Linked DNA regions of Sus scrofa: region 1 is linked to region 2. A link is a contact called in public HiChIP or PLAC-seq data. All regions are on one chromosome and are shown on one strand. Each heading gives the region's core, a stretch centred on a gene start, on an enhancer-like site or on the middle of the called end of the contact. The rest is flanking DNA. Distances are from core to core; before and after follow the strand shown. Region 1 overlaps GNAI2 (G protein subunit alpha i2). Region 2 holds the start of FAM212A (PAK4-inhibitor INKA1).

What was found. HiChIP or PLAC-seq counts read pairs in DNA pulled down with a chosen protein or histone mark.
Region 1: a contact with region 2 is called in an H3K27ac HiChIP or PLAC-seq map of skeletal muscle, with 3 times the contacts expected there. The contact joins the enhancer-like site here to the promoter of FAM212A in region 2. A contact is called at or near these places in 3 of 5 promoter capture datasets (fetal liver, fetal skeletal muscle and liver), 4 of 47 Hi-C or Micro-C datasets (embryonic fibroblasts, heart right ventricle, liver and 1 more) and 2 of 2 datasets of contacts at active chromatin or transcription factors (alveolar macrophages and skeletal muscle).

The regions. Positions count from the first base shown.
Region 1 is chr13:32,715,158-32,721,959 of Sscrofa11.1, reverse strand. All of the region lies in intron 1 of GNAI2 (G protein subunit alpha i2), which reads right to left. Among named protein-coding and RNA genes, the nearest start is that of GNAI2, 5.7 kb to the right of the region's middle. Within about 2 kb of position 2,364, at least 35 of the 83 cell types and tissues checked have an H3K27ac peak or open chromatin away from gene starts, as enhancers often do. A contact at or near this core is called in alveolar macrophages, fetal liver, fetal skeletal muscle and 3 more, where this site is marked.
Region 2 is chr13:32,325,146-32,332,436 of Sscrofa11.1, reverse strand. It overlaps FAM212A (PAK4-inhibitor INKA1), which reads right to left and starts at 2,565. Exons shown (of 2, transcript XM_003132213.6): 1 at 1,861-2,565; 2 at 270-1,117. The coding sequence starts at 1,911. The coding sequence ends at 311. CDHR4 (cadherin-related family member 4) reads left to right here and starts at 2,907. Exons shown (of 19, transcript XM_003132219.4): 1 at 2,907-3,347; 2 at 3,703-3,887; 3 at 4,012-4,174; 4 at 4,253-4,344; 5 at 4,831-4,941; 6 at 5,516-5,619; 7 at 5,800-5,936; 8 at 6,203-6,386; 9 at 6,488-6,641; 10 at 6,880-6,973; 11 at 7,259-7,291. The coding sequence starts at 3,299. UBA7 (ubiquitin-like modifier-activating enzyme 7) reads left to right here. Exons shown (of 25, transcript XR_306784.3): 24 at 1-70; 25 at 1,799-1,901. It overlaps TRAIP (E3 ubiquitin-protein ligase TRAIP), which reads left to right. Exons shown (of 31, transcript XR_002337524.1): 31 at 1-101.

The DNA of each region.
Region 1 (6,802 bases), core at 1,115-3,614, 390 kb before region 2:
TAAGGATCAGGCGTTGCCGTGAGCTGTGGTGTAGGTCACAGACATGGCTTGGATCCCGCATTGCTGTGGCTCTGGTGTAGGCCAGCGGCTACAGCTCAGATTTGACCCCTAGCCTGGGAACCTCCATATGCCGCAGGTGCGGCCCTAAAAAAAAAAAAGACAAAAAAAACCCCAAAAACCCAAAGATTTTGGGAGTTGCTGCCATGGCGCAGCAGGTTGAAGATCCAGTATAAGCTCTGTGGAGGTGAGGGTTCGATCCCTGGCCCATGAACTTCCATGTGCCACAAGTGCGGCTGTAAAGAATCTAAATAACTTCTACCTCTCTCTCTTTTTTTTCCTTTTTAGGGCTGCACTTGCAGCATATGGAAGTTACAGGCTAGGGGTCAAAGCAGAGCTGCAGCTGCTGGCCTACACCACAGCCACAGCAATGTGGGATTGAGCTGCGTCTGTGACCTACACCATCTGCGACCTACACTGCAGCTCACAGCAACACTAGATCCTTAACCCATAGAGTGAAGCCAGGGATTGAACCCACATCCTCGTGGACACTAGTCAGGGTGATTACCCCTGATCGACACTGGGAACTCCTACTTTTTTTTTTTTTTTTTTTCTTTTCTTTTTAGGGCCACAACTGCAGCATTTGTAAGTTCCCGGATTGGGGGTTGAATCCGGAGCTGGCCTACACCACAGTCACAGCAATGCTAGATCCGAGCTGCATCTGCAAGCTATGCCACAACTCACAGCAACACCGTATTTTTAACCCACTGAGTGAGGCCAGGGAACAAACCCACATCCTTATGGATATTAGTCGGATCCTTAACCCACTGAGCCACAACGGGAATTCCTTTTTGGGGGATGCATCCAGGGGATGTGGAAGTTCCTGGGCCAAGGATCAAACCTGTGCCACAGTAGCAATCTGGGCCCCTGCAGTGACAATAATACCAGATACTTAACCTACTGACCCACATGGGAACTCCTACCTCTCCTCATTCATGGTGGCAGACCTTGGGTGAGATGCCCATGCCTGGGCCTCATGGCCCAATCTACGAAAAGTACCCCACAAGGGAGGGTACCAAGCCCAACGCCTGCCAAGAGGAGCCTCCCTTGGGCCTTCACACCCACCCCAAACTGCTCCAGGGTCCAAGCCCAAGGTTTGTCTATGTGCCCACAAGCCATGGGCCATGCTGAGAAATATGACATCATAGGTCCCAGGGATGGGCACAGAGATAGGAAAGGACAGCCTGAGGTCACATGGTGAGGAAAGTGGGGAGTGGGCCCTCTGGGACCCGAAGTCTTGACTGGCCATGAGGATGCATGTTCTCAGCTTTGTGAGTGACCTCAGAGCCCACTAAGACCCTGATGCATCTACTGCTTCTGCTGTAGCTCTCCTAAGCCTCTTAGGCTCCTCAGCTCTTGGCCTGACAACTTAGAGCAGAATTCTGGGAACCTCTGTGGGGAGGACAAGGCAGGAAAACTTGGGTTTTGGAGGCCAAGAAGCATGAGGGCCAGTCTCCCCACACCTCTCATGCTGTGGCCAACTCACAGCATGGACACATCAATCACCACCTTGTACCTTACACGGGCGCACCACAGCCTTTGCTCTTTCTTAGTGGGGGCTCCCTGCAGGACATTTCTCCCTTCTCCCCATCTGGACAACTCATGGTCTTGAGACCAGGCTCAGGGGTCCCCATGCTGGACCATGACAGTCTCTGAGCCTTCCTCAGCCCTGGTCTCCTGAGCCTGGGCGGGGGGTGGGGGGTGGGGGTGGAAGGCACAAGCATGTTAGGGACAAAGCGAAGCACTAAGTTGCCTGACTATGACCTAAGTATTACTGTGAGGGGACATGGACCAGGACCCACAGCATCTGTCTGTCATCCTGACTGACCAATTCTTGCCACTTGGGCAGAGACTTCTGAGGGGCTACAGGAGTTGGGGGCAGGCGCTCAGAGTCACCACCTGGGTCATGTTTTGGTATCTCTGCTTACTGGGTGAGTCACGTAATGTCCCTGACCCTCAGTTTCCACATGAACGAAATGGATAAAATGTCAGTCCCAGCCTCACAGCCCTATGCGATAGTCAAGGCTTAATGAGAGGCAGCTGCTGTTGTCACGAGAGGGGAAACTGAGGCCCAGTGAAAGCACCCCCAGGCCCAGTGGGTAGTAACAGGGGGAATCCTTAGGCTGGATCAAGGGCCCCTCTGTCTACCCATAGACAGGGGAAACCCAGAGTGAGCTAATCCCAGGGCTGCTGCTCCATTTCCGGGCATTCATCTGGGCCTGCAGCCGGCCTTCCGGCTTTGGAGGGCAATGGCCGCTTGGGAACATAGGAGCAGCCCTCTGTTTTCCTGCTAGCCACCCCCAGTCGGCGTCCCTCTCCCAGCCACCACTTCCTGTGGTCAGAGGAGGGGCCTGGAATCCTCTTCAGAGGGGCCACCTTCTCTGAGATCCTGGATCCAGTGATTGCTGGGGCAAGACAAGGGTCAGAGCTGTGCGGACTAACTCCAACCCAGTGACTACCAGTAGGGTGGCCCAGGGAGATATGCAGATGCGCCTGCACAGGTGGGGCTCACCTTCTAATCCCCCAGATGACCTGGCTCACACCCCCCCACCCCAGTGCAGAGTGTGAGCAGCCCTCTGGCCTCTTCCTCTTTTGAGCTCCTCCTCCTCCAGCTGCTTCCTCCTTTTCCTCCGGTGTGGACACCACTTCCCCGAGAGGCCCAGCCCTGCCATGCAGACCTCACTGCCCCTCCTCCAGCCCAGCGCACAGTAAGTGCTGCTGTAGCACCCTGGCACTCTGGAATCCTCCAAGCCACAAGGATACCTTCTCACAAGCCTTATATGATCCCACCTTCGGGCTTTGGCTCAAACTGGCCCGGCACTTACTGCCAAGCCTTGGAAGTATACACAGAAGCCCAGGACTGAAGGCCTGGCCCAGCCAAGAGAATGTGTGGTTATTCTGGGGAGGTTATTCCTCCCAAACCAAGATGATTGTAGCCCCAAGAAGCAGCATTGGGGTGAGGGTGGAGTGGGTTGGGGTTTAGTAAGAACAAGAGCTCCAGGCTGGCGGGCTGGAGAGGAGGGGTGGGGCTGGGCAGAGGGGGCCCCACCCTGCACCTGTGGCTGAGGGAGGGGCCGCCTCTAGAGCCACCACCAAAGGGCCTAGTCCTTGCCCTCCCCAGGGCTTTCTTAGGCAGGTCCCATCAGCTGAGGCCTGGCCAAAATCTGCTGACACCTTCCCCACTCTGAACTTGGAGGTTAGGACTCTCCTGCCCCGAGATACTGGGAGGTTGAGCCCAAAGCTGGCCTGGGCCCTGCCCCCATCTGCCCCATCCTGCCAGGGAGGCAGCACTCAGACTCAGATTGTCTCGCCCTCTGCTGGGGATGTGGTGGGACAAGTTTTGATCACTCAGAGGCTAAGAGCTTATGCGGACATTTCCTCCATCCTGTTTCTGCCAAAAGGGATGCCTTTTAGAGAGACAGACCGAGACCGAGAGAGACAACCAGGGACTGAGACCAAGGGCAGAGTGTACAGGACCAGTGTGCGGCCTGTGACCCAACCTGCCCCATGCACCAGCCCCTGCGGTGCTGGAGCCTAGGACCTCACTGGGAACCCATCAGGCCCCATGCCCAGCATTACCTGCTGTCACTAGGCAACAGTTTGCAAGCCTAGGATACCAGTGATGCTACCGGGTGGCCCCGCAGGCCAGCCCAGGGCCAACCCTGAATGGCTGTTCACGCCCGAAGGGGTCCTGGACCATGCCAAGCCCCATCTGGCAGCCTAGGCTTCAACTCAAGCACAGTGGGTGGCTCAACTGCCTCAGGGCCTGGCAAGCCTAAGCTCCCCAGCTGGCTTGACTTCCACCTCCAGCCACAGCGGCAGGCATTCCCTCTGTCCTCACCACCTGCTCTGCCCTCTGTCTGGGGTTCTCCACTCCTACCCCTCAATGAGATGCCCTCAGCTGAGCTCCTGTGTCACCTTCTTTGTAAAACCACCTTGAATTGCCCAGTCTCCCAGCTCAGGGCTATCCCTTGAAGGACCCACTCTCACTCCTATCCTAGAGGTACGACTTTTACTGGCTGCACCAACACTGGAGTCATGGGCGGGAGCGGAGCCCAGTGGGACAAGGCAGGACCCAGCCAGAGGGGGTCAGAAATGGCTTAGACCCCCTACTCCCTCCCTAGCTTGGGAGCCCCAGGGCTGCACCACTGGCCCTGGAAGACAAAGCCTAGCCTAGCCTGGGGGAGGGGTGGGAAGAAGAGACTCAAGAGGCCCAAGCTGCCCCGCCTCCCATTCAAGTGCTAATGAGCTCCAGGCAGGATGGCGGATGGCAGGAGGGTGGGAGTGGGAAAGCTTTGAGGAGAAAAGGGAGGCTGGAGGCCAGCCTGAGTACCAGCCCACCTGGTAGCCAGGGCCCTGCCACACCCTCAACCCCAGACCCCCCCGGAAGGTGGCTCAGCCCCCAGAAGCTGGGCCGAAGGTCCCCAAGACAACGTGCCACTCCAGATGGCACCAAATGTCTCCCACTTGCTGTGACCAGCTGCCAAGGGCCACGGAGGGGGTTCCCAGGGCCCCCATACTGTGGCCAGGCAGCCTCCAGGCTGGGGACACCACCCCCACCAAACTCTCAGCTCTGCAGGAGACAGCAGAAGGTCTCTCACCTGTTTTCATACGTCCAGGCTTTGGTGTGCTTTCCCCACAACACCTGGGCTGCAGGCAGGCACCTGGTCCCAGGTTATAGCTGGAGAGCAGGTCATCTACCGAGATCTCACCTGTTGCTGGGTTTCTCAGTCAGTACACTAGGTGGAGCTGGGATTTGAACTCAGGTCTGTGTAACCCTAAGAACTGGTCTAAGGAAGTTAAGACTTCCTCCCCCAGGCCAGGAATCATCATCCACTCAAAGGCTTGGGAACTTAGGCCAGGACTTCTTACCTCAGTGCCCTTGGTGAGTTGGTTCCTCTGCCTCCCACCCCCAAGCCCAATGCCTGATCCTGGCAAATGTGACTAATTTTTCAGGGTTACTCAGAGGACACCTTTCTCCAGGAAGCACCCTCCATTCACAGGCATCATTAGACTCTACTCATTATGCAGGTGGCCAGGATCCTAGGCGAGCCCTTCCCACCAACTCGAGCTACACCAAGCCCCAGGCCAACAGCCCCAGAATTACTGATCCCTGTTCACAGATGTGCTCCACAGTTTCATTCTTTCCATCACACTCAGCAGGTACCTACAGTGTGCCCAGCTCCTTGTGAGACACACAGACTGGACAAAGGTCACAAAACTCCCTTTTCTTTGGATAAACCTAATTGCGCCCCTGTGTGTGCAGTCTCTGCCCTAGCCAGGTCAAGAATGCCTGCAGCATTACTCAGGTCTGATCCCCATGGCAGGGGGGCAACTCCAGCCCCAAGAGAGAGAAAGACTTTACTGGAGCAGCAGAGAGAGCAGGTCTGCAACAGTCCCCAAGCAGCCTGCGCTGAAAGGAAGAACGCAAAGCCACTCTTCCATCTGAACAGCTGGAGTCCCTCCAGAGTGCTGTGCCCTGTGACAGCCTGCAGATTCTTCATCAGCAAGAGATCTTCATGGAGTGGGACAGGGGTTGGCTGTGATGAGACCAAAATGAAACAGCCTGAAGAACTTTTCCCTCAGCCTCCCCCTCAATCCTGGTCATTGGCTCTACACCGAGCTCTTGCCACCTGCCCATGATATGGGTGACTGCCATCTTACTCCTCCATCTACCCATCCCCAAAAGCAAGTTCACACAAGCAGCACTTCTTGCATTCAACAAACAGACAAGGAGCACCCAGTAGGTACCAGGCTCCATGCTTGGCCCAGAAGGCTTGGCAAATGAACAGGACACAGCCCTGCCCTGTTTCAGGGGACCGCAGCTATGACCAGCTGTAATGAGGGCAAATACCATGGTCTGATGGGGGTAGGGCATAGGAGGGGGGGTGTCACAGAGGAGGTGTTCCCCAGCCTGGGAAAGGGGGAGTTGTCAAGGAAGGATCCTGGGAAGTGATCCCTGAGCAGAGTCTTAAAGAACAATCAAGTAGGAGTAAAACGGGAAAAGGACATCCAGTGGAGGGAACAGATATAAAGTCCCAGGGGCAAGAGAGAACTGCTGTATTTATATCCTGAAGCCTTCCGGAGCCAAGATGGACACTGTCTCTCCTTTCTCTATAAGCTGCCCACACAGGCCCATCCCAAATCAGAGACTCCCCCTAAACACACATGGGCTAACTTTCCCCTAAGTGCCCAGCCCAAGGGCACTGGGGATAGTTGGGGATACCCGGGGATAGGTGATCAGTCAAGCTGAACTGGGTGGTGAGGGAGAGAGGGCATCTCTGAAGTAGGACTGATATCAGCAACTCTGCTCCCCCTACCAAGCTGTCAGGAAAAACTCTTTTGCCACTGTGCTCCACATCTGCCTCTGCCCTGGTGACAGTGACTGTGCCGGCTCGCTGGCAGGGCTACCCAGGACAGGAAGGAGCCAGTATGCGGGTGGGGCAGCAGGCGTGGTTCTGGCTGGGAGGGAAGGCTGGCAATTGCCCAGCCTGAGTCCCGTTGCCTGGACAGAGTCTTTCCCGCTACGTGGGACAGGAGCCCAGCACTCTGAAGCTGCCTCAGCTGGGCTCAACTGCATCACCTCCCTGTGCCTGGATGGAAAAGGGATGGCCAGCCAGGACCCTTCCCCACGCAGCCCTGGCAGATCAGGTCCTCAATTTCAGGCAAAGTTTGGTGGCCCAGCCCCTTTGGTGGTGCATCCTCTCCAGCCCCTTTGGTGATGCATCCTCTGCAGGATCTTAGC
Region 2 (7,291 bases), core at 1,316-3,815:
GCACTATGAGCTGTGAAAAGGCAGCAGCCCCACTATCCAGCTCTGTCAAGCCCTGCGTCCCAAGCCCACAGTAGGTGCTCAATAAATGCTTGTTGAAGGAAGGTGTAAGTGGACAGGATGGATGATGGAACACAGAGCAGGCACATGGGGGTGGGACACAGGCATGACATGGACCCCTGCTGGGAGGGAAAAGACTCTAGATTTGCTTGAATTGTGCCTTGTGGGTCTGAGGCTGCCTCCTGGAACCTCAGGGGTATGGAACCAGGACGTCCAGAGAAAGGCCTTTATTGTCCCAGGCTGGAGGGCAGGGTCAGAGGTAGCTGACAACATCATTGCAGATGATAGGCTGGCGACTGCGGCAACTCATAAGGGCTGCAAAGCGCGAGACATCTGTAGGCAGTTCGGGTTCTGGGCGAGGTGGGCATGAGAGTCGCTTTCCTGCCAGCGCTGCCCGGCGTGCCCTGGCCAGCTGGCGCCTCAGCTGTTCTGAGAGACCAAGTAGGAACTGGGGGGGGCGAGCACGGGCTCGTGGCCCACCCCCATCATCCCCCTCACCTGAGGCCTCTGGCAGCTCCATCCAGTTGTGCACCAAGTCAGCAAAGCAATTGTCCCCTAGCACCAGGGGCTGGCGACTGCGACCTCGGCTCAGCAGGGCTGCTGTCCAGTCCTCAGCTTCCAGCCCTTGCCAGTGCTCCAGGCAGGCATCTGGGGTGGACTTGGGCCGTGGTCGGTGGGCAGGTGGTGCACTGGTCACAGGAGCCCCACTGGGCAGGGGAATGCTACTGGCTGAGAGGTGCTGTCTATGAGGGGGCCATACTGGGGGTGCTGGGTGCTGGAGTATGGGCAGCTCTTCCTCTCTCCATGTGCTGCCTGACACCTCTGAGAATCCAGAGTCCCAGTCCAGGGCATGCTCCCTGGGGCCTCCCAAGGCTGCACCCCTGTCTCCTGTCACCATAGCGTCTTCCTCCTCTTCCTCCACACCACAGACTGAGTCCTCTTCCAAGGCATCTGAATCTGAGACCCTGAGCCGGTGCTTGGGCCGCACGCCTGGATCGGGTTTGGGGGGTGGTGGAAGGGGGCCAGGCATGGGGGATGAGCCTGTGTCCCGGCCACACAGCTGTGGAGGAAGAGAGGGCAGAAGTCGGAGGGGCAGTGCTTCTCATGCCTGCCTGCCTGGCCAGTTCTATGCCAAAACAGAAGGCCTAGGAGAGCTGGATAGGCCTGCAGGCCTAGGCAGCAAGGCCCCTAGTGGGCACAAGGCCGGCATGGGGTGCTGGCACATGAAGCTCATGTGGCTTCCATTGGCGGACCCGGTGGCAGTCTGGCAGGCTGCAGCACGCTGAGCTGGGCAAGTTGGTACCCGCCATCGGGGCGGGAGGCAGTGTTGTGGGCCTACATCGGGAAGTAGGACTGCTCAGGGCTGGGGGGGGCACTCCATGCCTCTTTAGGGATTTGGCTCCCCAAAGCCCGCAACGTCTTTCAGAGGATAGACCACGTGCCAGGTGGGGTGCAGAGGACAGAGGTACAGGCCAGCCTGGATTAAGCTTTCACAGCAGCACCGGCACCACTTTAGTCCCTCGCAGCCCTCCCCCCCCATCCGCCCCAAATAAGTTTCTCCCTCCACCCCCGCCCCCAACTTCCTCTGCCGCGCACAGCACAGCCAGCTGGGTGGTTGTTACTTGATGCCCAGCGCAGCTCTCAACCATCTGAAACCCGACGTGGGCCATCTGCGCCGCCCCGCCCCCATTCTGCCTTGGATGGGCACTCGGGACAGCCCCCCACCCATGTGTCGTTCCAGCCGGACTGCAGCCGAGCACCCCACAAGCGTCTTAGCGAGCCACACCCGCTCCCAAGCCTCACCAGTTCCCAGCGGAGCTGGCCAAGAAAGCTGTCAAGCCGAGTGCTGTGCATGCCCGTGCCGGAGCCCCCGCCAGGCCTGCCAGTTGCTCTTCGAACTCCAGCAGGAGCGGTGCGGTGAGGGCCGGGAAGGCCGGCCAGCGGAGCCCTTGCCCTCCGCCAGGCTCAGCGGCTCCTCCCTCTCCGTAGCTCCCGCCGCAGCAGCAGCCACCGCCCCAACATCTGGCAGCCCCGCCCCGCCCCTTGGCGCCGCAGCCAATGGGGCTGGGACGGGGCTGATGTGGCCCCGCCCCCTGGGTCCAGCTGGGTGGGAAACCCGACGCCCACTACCCACTCCGCAACAGCCCTGGGGGGGAGGGGCTGAACAGGGGCCGAGAGCTGGGCAGTGTCCTGCTTCCGAGTCCTCGAAGTCCTGGGCGGTTGAGCTGACTCCGAATTCGTTGCAAGACTCAGGACAAGCCGCTTCCCTGAGGTAGCCTCAGCTTCTCCATTTTTCCCGGGTTAGAATTGCGGTCCCTCCCACAGGGGCCCCTGCAGCGCGCGGGTTCCGTGGCTGCGCCCTCACGCGGCTAGAGCGCCCCCAGTAGTCGCATCCGACAGTGCTGTGGCCCACTTGGGGCCTGACCCACTCAATCTGTTCATGGGGCTGGCTTCGACAGTCCTTAGAAGTCAGGAAGGGGTTCGGCCCTTTGGATGACTCCGGGAGCGCGGAACCTCACCGCCCCCACGGAGTAGCAGCCGGAGCCCAGGCCCAGCCCCCGCGTCTGTACGAAGCTAGGCGGGGCTGCCCTCTAGTGGGCAGCGCGCGGTTATCTGCTCTTCCTGCCGCGACACTCACGTTCCCTCTGCTTGGCACCACATACACACTGAGAGTAAGGGCAGGAGGCCACTTTTTGCCCCCTCCAGTTGATGTCCCCCAAAGTAACCACTATTTTTGCTTCTATTGCCAAGGATACCTTTTGTTTGTTGAATGTAGACAGCTTTTGAGAGATTTTGTTGATGGTTGGGCTCAGATTTTATAGGCAGGTGATATTCTAATGGGGGGGGAAGCTAGAGTTCAGACGCTATGGGGTAGCAGGTCCTGGGCCCAGTTTTCCTGGGTCCTGTGCTTACTCTGTCTCCAAGAACTGTGTGACCAAGACTTCCTTGAGCCTCAGTTTCCCCATCTGAAACTTGATTCTTCTCTCACGTCTGTTTCAAAATTGTAGTAATAAATTGGGGAATTCATTGGGAGCAGTGAAAAAAATGGGTATTTCCAGACCTCTTGATGCCTGTAGAGTCTAGAACTCAGTCACCAGGGATGGGTGGGGCTAGAATCTTGGAGGCCCAGGAGTACCGCCTGCTCAGCTGTGTTTGAGCAACTGACCTGGCAACGGGGCAGGCCTGAAAAACACGTCTGTCTTTCTGGAGTCTCCTCTGCTGTCTGTATCTTCAGGCCGCTATGGTGCTGCTCAGGTCCCTGGTGCTTCTTCTTGCTCTGGTTGTCTCTGGTGAGGAGCTGGTGGGTAGGGGGACTTTAGTTCTCACCTCCCTCACTCCACAGTGGAGTCCTGACCCCTTTCAGATAAGCTCCCATGGAGGGCAGGGGCTGGGGGAAGGAAGCCAGGAAAGGACAAAGATCTGAACCTCTGGCCCTCATTCCTTATCTTTGCTTCTTCTTCAACCAAGTTCTCACTCCTAGTCTGTGAAATGATCTGACTTGTGGTTAGATGTGAGAGACAAGGAAAGACTTCTGCTTGTCCCCAAGATGTGGCTAGGCCCTAAGGCAGAAGGGAAGGACTCTGCTTGTGTATATGGTTGCTTGAACATGGAGAGCCTCCAGCCTGAATTGTCTCTTCCTCACAGATCATCACTGCCTGCCCTGGTTCATAAATGTCTCTGAGAGCCAGGGACCTGGCACCATCCTTCACTCTTTCTCCTTCAACTGCTCTTTACACACACCCACCCTGGAGTTGCTCCATGTGAAGCCACCCACCACCTTCTTCAACCCACCCAGCCTCACCAGGTGGCAGGGGATCTATGTGGGCAAGGTAGGGTCACGGGCACAGCTGGGGACATTGGGGAAATAAAGGTGGACACTAAATTCATTAAGCCAGCGGTAGTATAGGGGAATGGAGAACCTAGGTCCCATATGGCACTGCCCACCTGCTGCAGATGACCTTGAGCAGCATGGCCCGGCTGGATGCCCTGACAGTGAACCACTATGAGCTGCAGCTGAAGTTCACATGTGGCAAACATGTGATGGAAGGACCACTCTTTGTGGATATTCAGCGGGACCCTGGCCACATCCAGTGTGCTGGTCGATTTGCCAGCCCAGGTGAGACCAGGGGCAGCAGAAAGGGGGTATGGGCAGGCATGGCCTAAGCAGAGCCTCCTTGACCTCCCCTCTGGCCAGCTGGGGAAATCATTCAGGTGCCAGAAACAGTTACACCTGGGGCCCTGCTGTACACTCTGCTGCTCCCAGGCCTGGAATTCCAGGGAGCCCAGGTAAGCCCTGCACATGGGTAGTAGTGGGAGGGCAGGATGGAGGAGGGATGGGGAGACCAAGCCCAGCCCCTGTCTGGCCAAGCATAGCCTGCAGGGGGACTCTAGTTTACAGCTGAGTCTCTGCATGATGCATGTCCTTTGGAGAGAGCCTCTGAGGGTTGCCCATCCCCACCCCACCCCAGTGATTATGGCTGTTCCTATAGGGACATCTCAGGGACTGAGTTCTTTAAAAGTTCTCTGTGTGTTTTGAATTCTCCATGAAAATTCTGTATCATTTTTGTAATCCAAAGAAAAAACAACATAATTGGTTTAAAAGAGAGGACTGAGGATCAGGTCCAGGGGGAGCCCAGGTTAGAGGAAGTGTCTGTGTCAAGGTAGAGAGTTGAGTGCAGGCAAGTACCTGCTGAGTTGTTGGGGGATTTTGACAGGGATGCTTGTGGGGGCTGGGGACTGGGAATGGGGCCTCCAGGATCTCTCTCCTGTCAGATGAGCATCACCAGTGCCCAGGACCCTCCATACTTTCCTGGACCTTTCTCCATTGATGGGCAGGGTTGGCTGCGGTCACCATCCCAGGGCCTCAGAGGCCAGGCTTTAAAGGTGAGCATGACTTGGGACCTGGAGATATCCATGAATTGGGCCATAAAAAGGGCAGAGTCACCACCCGCTGGAGGTTTGTTTGTTCCTGGCCTCTGCCTCCCAGACATATCCCACACCTGCACCTGCTGCCCCATGCTGGCTGTCCTCCCGCCTTAGCCTGGTTCTGTGCTGGGCTCTGGGGTTCTAGAAAAAAGAGGGATCCCTGGCTTCAGAAGCCTACAGCGCCTCCAAGAGAAGGGAGAAAGTTCTGAGCAGTCCCACAGGGAAAGAAAGCTCTGGGCCCTGTGGCTAGTGTAGTCTGGAAGAGGTTAGAGAAGTTCCTTCTTTAAAACTTCCATGTCTTAGTGACTGGCTCTTAGCAACTCTAAGATGATCAGAATTTACTCTCTTGGGGGCTGTTTAAATCCTAAGAGAAAAAGAGTGAGACTCAAAGGAATATCTGTCGGCAGAGTGAGTGAGTGTCGGGGTTCCTTGTGGAGATCTTAAAGGGGAGCTGCCTATTTGAAGGAGAGTCTAGGTGCAGACATAGGTGGACACACACCATGGTTCCCTTCCCATTCTGCGTGCACCGCAGGTCTTCCAGCTTCAGATTCTGGTGACCTTTGGACAAGGCCAAAGCTGCCATGGGATGCTGACTGTGAAAGTTTTGCCTGTTGCCTCCAGCCAGGTCTCTTTCCTGTAAGGCTCTCCTACCTTGGGGAATACTGGGGAAGGCAGGTCCTAGCCCCAGGGGATTAGGAGTAGGGTTAGGTGTGGGGTCAGCTAGCTCCTTACCAGGGAAGACTCAGGGGAGGGGCCTGTGGACAGCCCCAGAAGTGGAGGGAGCAGGTCAGAGCCAGTGCCCTCATTTTGGTCCAGGAAGCAAGCCCAGAATATCACCATTCCTGAGAACCTGATCCCTGGGAGTAAGGTGGTTCAGCTCCAGGCCCAGGGCTTTGATGTGCGATATGAAATCCTCTCTCCAGTGCCCTGCGGGCTCTTTTCCATCGGTCGCGGTGAGGGGTGTGGAGGGCGGGTATGGGGATGCCTTTGCTGCTGGTCTGCAGGTGACCTGCACTACCTCCTTGCTCTTCTCAGAAATGGCAGAAACTGGGGCGAGGTTGTGTTTGGGGACCTGAAGTTAGAAGCGAGCCTTGGAGGAGGCGGCGGGGTGATCAGTCCCTGCACCGTCTTCCACCAGTGGACCCATGGGAGGGTGGGGGCAGGACTGAGCTGGGGGCGGGGCCGAACTCTGCCTCCCCCACCCTCCCACCCTGCCCAGTTGATGGCGTGGTCCGGACTACCACGCCCCTGGAGCTGGCGCAAGCCCCAGGCGCCGGTGTCACTAGGCTGCAGGTGAAGGCCTTTGAATGGTTCCAGACGTGGGCCAGCGCCGAGCTTGATCTCTGGGTGTACGTGCATTCGGTCAACCGCTGGCCCCCACGCTGCCTCCCAGCGCTGCTGGTGTGAGTACAAGGGAGTCTTACCTTGGCTGTTGGGGCAAGAGCCATGGTTCACTGCCCAGCCAGCCCCAGCTCCCACCCTGCCGCGGGCCCTCTGCTCACAGGACTGAAATCCCTGAGACCACACCTGTGGGCACGGTGCTAAATACCTTCACTTGCACTGACCCGGACTCTCCTGGCTCCACCCTGGACTACCAGCTGCTGTTCCACAGCCCCCCTGGCACAGCCAGTCTCCACCTTCAAGACAGAGCCCTCAAGGTGCCCAGTCCCTGCTTCTAGACCCACATGCAGGGACAGGAAGGAGGGTGGGCCAGTGGTCTGTGGGAACTGAGGCAATGAGGGGAAGGAGATGGTGGTGGGGCCGGCATGCTTTACAGTCTGGAAGACAGAGGTTCACGGTAGGCTGTCTGTGAATACCCTGGCCTGAGGCAGCTCAGTGTGGCTCAAGGTTCTCCCAGGCCTTGGCTGGGCCTCACTCTCTGGCCCCTCTGGCTAGGTGAATGCCACACTGGACTGTGACACTCCTGGTACCTGCTTTCAGCATGCAGCTTCCATCCTGGTTCTTGATAATGGTCAGCCTCTGATGACCAGTGAGTGACCATACCCAGGCCTGGACATCCAGGACAGGGCTGTTCTGTACCCCTCTCCCGCTCCTCAGGACAAGGTCATCTCTCTGCCCTCAGAAACCAATAGATCAGGGTTGTCTCCACTAAAAGCCCTGGGTGAGGCACTTCTCTCTTCTCCAAGACTCCCTCCCTCCCTCCAGAGACTCTACCCTCCTTAACCTGCCAGGTCAGGGCCACATCTCCCTCCTCAGACCCCAGGGCAGGGCTGAGCATCCCATGCCAGCTCCCTAACTGCCAAATGGCTTCCAGCTGAGGTGCCAGTACTGGTGACGGTAACACCTG